Linked DNA regions of Athene noctua: region 1 is linked to region 2. The links are chromatin contacts, called in public Hi-C maps. All regions are on one chromosome and are shown on one strand. Each heading gives the region's core, a stretch centred on a gene start, on an enhancer-like site or on the middle of the called end of the contact. The rest is flanking DNA. Distances are from core to core; before and after follow the strand shown.

Region 1 (2,700 bases), core at 19-2,518, 160 kb after region 2:
TAGTTGAGCAGCAGCAACTGCACGCAGAGCCCTCACATACACTGAAGAGAATGGAATAGGAAGGGAGCTGCTTGCTCCTCCAGCCCAAGAAGAGGCATTGCTGCAAACACACAAAACCTTGCTTGAAAAAAAATCCCTTTTCCCTTCCATACGCTCAAGGCCAAGGATAGCAACCCACTTTTCCCTGCTCACCGACCAATATATGAAACGAAACCTGAGAGCGGAATCAAGGAATAGCCCAGCAATGGGAATCCCGGCATCCCTCTTCTTCCTAGCGGCTCCAAGTGAGGAACAGCCTCCTCTCCTGGGTGTTGTCCCCTCTGATGCTCTCCATCACCACCTACCTACCCGATAACAAATAGTGTATTTTCTCATAACTGGCACAGAAAATGCACAAACCCAGCAACAGTGCGACTGATTAAATAAATTTAAAAAAAAAAAAAAAAGCCACCACACAAAAAACCCCCAACCAAAACAGAGAAACACTCCCTCCCTCAAATCGCAATAATCTAAGGAGTATCTTTATAGAAAAAGCCACGAGCCCTTCTCGCCAGGCGGAAGCCGGTATCAGGGAGGAAGAGGGGCAAGGGAGCCACGACAACGAACACGGGCGGAATCCCACGGGCGGAATCCCACAGGCGGCCGCCGCCGCCGCCCCCCCCCCGCTCCGCCGCGGGCACCTCAGTGAAACCGCGGCCGGCGGGACCGCGGAAGGACCGCGCCCGCGGGCTCTGCCCCCTCCGAGAGGGGCAGCGAGCGGACACCGCGCCGCCGCCCGACCCCGCCGGGCACGGCCGCCTCGCCCCGCCGCCGGCCGGGAGCACCTGGGCTGCGGAGCGGGGCGCGGCGCGGCGCTGCCCGCCGGCGGAGGCACCCACCAGCCCCGCGCCCGCCGCGGCAGCGCCAGGAATCGGCTCCCGGCGGGATGGGGGGAGGGTGGGCGGCGGCCGCTCAGCGGCGGCGACGGCAGCGGGGAGTAGGGTGGGTGGCGAGCAGCGGGGGTCGTGCGGCTGGACGGGGGGCGGGACGGGGGGGAAGGGACGGGAGCCGAGGCGCGGGGCTGCCCCCGCGGCAGCCGGGAGGTGACAGGTGAGGGCGGCGGAGGGCAAGGGGCGACCTCCCGGCGCTCGCCCGGCGCGGCGCAGCTGCCCTACCTCCGCTCCGGCGCTGCCGCTGCTCTCGTTACACACGGCGGCGCGCACTCACTGGCCCGCCGCCGCCCCCTCACTCCGCTCCCCCACCCGCCGCGGTCCCTCCCTAGCGCGGCGCTCAACCGATACCACTAGCCGCCCAGCCCCACCCCTAAACCTACAATGACACTTTCTCCCTCCAGTGACACAGGAGGGAGCGAACCCGAGCCGCGCCCACACCCTCCTTGACCAATAGAAGCGAGGCTTGAGCCTTCTTAATCCCGCCCCCGATGGCACCTCCCTTAGCTTCGGCACCGCCCCCTCTCGCGGCAGGTTCGGTTGACTCGCAGCTGCCGAGCGACGGGTGCGGGTCTCCGGGCGTCGCGGACTCCGGGGCTCGCGTCGGGGCAGCGGCGGTCGGTAGCTGAGCGGTGTCCGGCTGTAGGAGCGGAGGCAGCAGTGACACCTCCGCTGGCAGCGGGGGCAGGTGGAGGTGCGGGGCTCAGCCCTCGGCAGGGCAGTGGCCTTCCCCGTACGGCAGGTGGCTCTTCGTTCGGGGGGATTTCTCCTAACAGATGGCTTTTTTTTTTTTTTTTTTTTTGGCATGGAAACTGATCCACGCCCCCGGCACGCAGAGCCGTTAGTCACCCGTGTGCGGAATGAGGGGCGGGGGGTGTGGAGAAGGGCCGTAAGAGCTGCTGCGATGGATGGATGGATGGATGGATGGATGGATGGATGGATGGATAGCAGGGATGTTAAAAATCAGTATCTCCTTTTTTTTTTCAAACCAGCTCCTGAAACGGTGAAAACGTTTCCAGCACTCAAGCATTTCTCCAGCCTTTACAAAACCATAATCTCAACTTGCAGATTCTGTTGCTGGTGCCTGTAAGCCTTGCGCTTTCTAGCTTTGTTCAAACAAATGAAAAATACAGTTAAAAACTAAAGTCGTGTTCAGCTGCCACTTTCAGCAAAACATCGAATATCACATGCATCATGGTAAAGAGCAGTTCTACAAGTTATGGATGCTTGAACTCAGCTCCCATTTTGGTATGCTTCAATGGTTGTTTAAATTAGAAAAATGTTATGAAGCCCACTGGACATAACATGCAGTAAGACTCAGCGATGGCTGGGTATTGCTAATCTAACACTAACCAAAAGTGTATTTCTTTTGTAAGGATATGAACCTTAAAATAAACCACACAGATAAGAGAACTTAAGGTACTTCAGTGCATAAAAATCAGGCTCCTCATTTTCGTTTGTTGTTCCACACAGACTGCTTCATGAGCCTCAGGGCACTTAAATGTTTTAGTTTGGATCAGGGATACATTGTTGAAGTAAACCCTGTCATCATCTCTGCTTACAGTGCTTTGATTCAGTGTGGAGTGGTGTTGGGAGTGCATGAAGTAGATCCCTTTTGGATGAAGCTCAACTGGCAGAGGTGCTCCAGGAGCACACCTAATGCATTCAGGCCACAAATGACCACTCAGCAGGGCTCAAACTGAACTAGTCGAATACTAAGAATTCCTGAAATGAATGAAGCTTGAATATCTGTTGCATTCTGCAGGTCTTC
Region 2 (2,700 bases), core at 56-2,555:
GAGCGCGGGCGCGGGGCGCCCCCTGCTGGCAATGCCGTACCGCAACGGGAGCCGGCCGCAGCCCCGCCCAGCGGCCCGGGCCGCCCCCCGCAGCCGCTCCGGTCCCCTGCCGCAGGCACTCGCGGGCTTTACGTGCTACACGACGAGGTGTGGCAGGGTGGGAAGGAGGGCGAGGGGGGAAGGTCCGCTTTCAGGGCCTCCACCCTGCGTGTAAAGGAAAATTCTCGACGCTCTCGAGGTGGAGTTTAGAAAGCGAAAGGTCTTGCTTTCACGTCTCGTTTTAAAAACACCGATTAGGGTGTCCCGTGCTGTGTCTGAGGGGATAAATGGTTAACTTTCGCAGATCCATTGGGCACCACACGACAGCTTCCTAATGGTCATTACTGACACGGACATACTTCAGGCTGTGCTGTCTCTACACACCGTCTCCTGCACCGAGGACATCACCTACACCTTCTTCCCCCACCGCGAAGAGCGCTGAAAACGCTATGCAGTAAGCGGTGCAGCGCCCGACTGATTTCCACGAAATCCACGCGGCCAGGCCGCCCCGAAGCGGCTGGGGTGTTGCTGCACCTCTCACGGCGCTCAGCCTGCCTCTGCCATGCTTTGGTCAACCTGCAGGGTACCGAGGGGAAATGCACCAAGGCAACGACCTCCGTTCTCCAGTTAATGCGAGCACAGGAGCAGCAGGATGCGCAGGAAGGGGCTTGCCAGCTATTTCCCAAGTGGGGCTGGAGGTGATCACCTTAGGGGCGCACAGCCTGCCAGCAAGGACGTACCGAAGGGAGCGCTCGCAGCACCCACGAAACGCAGCGTCAGGACCGGGGCCCTCCAGGTGCATTACCCGCCTCTCTGGGCCGGGTCTGGTGGGGCAGACCTGGGCCCGAGGCCGCCAGCTGAAAGGCCCGAACGCTCGGAGACACTCCTACAGCACCCGCACAAAAGCAGTTTACCTTGGGCTTCCCCACAGCGGCACAGCTGGTAAAGTGATTTACCCCCTTCACTGCTCCTCTGGAGCTATCTGAGGGGCAGAAAACGCGTTAAGATAATGCTTTAATGACTACATTTTTAATTAACCAGCAACTTAAAAAAAAAAAAAAAAAAGAAACCACAAAAACTCCCCAGACAATAAAAGCGCGGGGGGTGCAGCTGCGGGGAGCTGGCCGGCACTCCCGCCCTCCGGAGCGGTGCCCCAACGGCCCGCCGCGCGCCCAACGGCGGCCCGCGCGGGGGCGGCGCGGGAGGAGGCGCGCGGCGTCTCGTCGATAGGGGCAGTGCCGCCGCGCACGGCTAACGTGGCGGTTCCATAGTGTAGTGGTTATCACGTCTGCTTTACACGCAGAAGGTCCTGGGTTCGAGCCCCAGTGGAACCAGCAGCGGCCGCGTCGTTTTTGTGTTTACTTTCAGTCTCACGTCATTTGCGATGAGGCTCGGTTTGCTTCTTTTCTCCCCAAGACGGGCAGCCCCATAAACACTGAAAGTAAGTGCGGCGGGGCCAGCCTGCGGCAGAGGAGGAGCTGTGCTGTGCAAGGAGAGCAGAAAAGCCCCTCCGGCAGGAAATATTGGCGTTGCAGCATCCTTTCTACGGGCCCTGTGCAATAGCACATATTTCAGACTATGAACATACTATAGACAGTGTCCCTGCAGCCGTTGCTTTTTTCCCCTAAAAAGCTCCGTTTCTGCAATAACGTCAAACAAAATGCAGAGACTCAGTGAGGGCTGGCTCGAGCCAGCGCTCTGAGGTGCTGAAGCAGTGGGCGCTCTCTCCACCTGCCTGCCTAGCACAGCAGTGCAGGACAGGATTTACAAGTTTTTAATCTGGCCGCTCACCATACTGTACTCCCTGGGCGCCATTTCATAGTGGCCGGTAGCCCCCCAGCCTTGGGTGTGGAGGGGAGGACCACAGTGGCACAGGGGCTGTGGGCCTCTGTGACGAGGCCTTGCTGAGCTGCGGGTCACCTGGGCAGGGGGACGGGCAGTTGGAAGCCTAATAAAAGAGTGTTGCCCCTCCTTTTAAGCCTGCTCGATCTACGGGCCGTTTGGGGCCATTGTGTGTCTTCCTTTGGGCCCCAGGTGTAACAGGCTTGGGCTGGCTGCTGTGGTGAGGTGCAGACAGGGTCTCTCCCTGCCATGGGTCAGAGGTTTTGTCCTCGGCACAGCTGAATGCCACCTACGAGAGCAGCCTTTCCCCGCCAGCACAGGTGAGGGATCCCCACCTTACTATGGTCCCTCAGCTGGGTAACCAAGGGGATTGCTGAGACCAGAGGCAGCCATGGTGGCAGCAGGGAGAAGCAGTGGCCTGTGCCTCCTCCCAGGCAGGGCCAAGGGCATGCGAGCACCTACGTGGCCGTGGTGAAGGCTGCAGCCTGACACATCCCCAAGGAGAGGTCTCACCGGGGCTGACTGGAGCACTGTTGCTTTCACCTCTGTGTTTGGAGAAGTGTTTGAGTGCTGAGGGGAGGTCAGTGCTTTTCACAGTGCACAGCTAACAAGCACAGTTAACTTTGTCCTTGTTTTCCCCTGTACTGTGTGTATCGTTTTTATTAATTGGGAAAGAAAGAACCAATCTCAGCTTGCCTCAGAGCAGTTTAACTTGTGAGTTATAACATGTTGTCTCGTTTTGCACATGCAAGCCTTTAGAAAAGGGTAGCCTCTGGGCATGGATGCTGCCATGGCATCTGTCTGTGCGTGGGAGTCCTA

The links. Hi-C and Micro-C count contacts between places; a contact is called where the count stands out from the background.
Region 1: a Hi-C map of heart shows a contact between it and region 2, with 2.7 times the contacts expected there. The contact joins the promoter of CDKL5 here to the promoter of PPEF1 in region 2. A contact is called at or near these places in 2 of 2 Hi-C or Micro-C datasets (heart and liver).

The regions. Positions count from the first base shown.
Region 1 is chr1:179,423,031-179,425,730 of bAthNoc1.hap1.1, forward strand. CDKL5 (cyclin dependent kinase like 5) reads right to left here and starts at 1,269. Exons shown (of 17, transcript XM_074906597.1): 1 at 1,155-1,269.
Region 2 is chr1:179,259,373-179,262,072 of bAthNoc1.hap1.1, forward strand. It overlaps PPEF1 (protein phosphatase with EF-hand domain 1), which reads right to left and starts at 1,306. Exons shown (of 17, transcript XM_074906542.1): 1 at 954-1,306. TRNAV-UAC (transfer RNA valine (anticodon UAC)) reads left to right here and starts at 1,301; the gene lies at 1,301-1,373.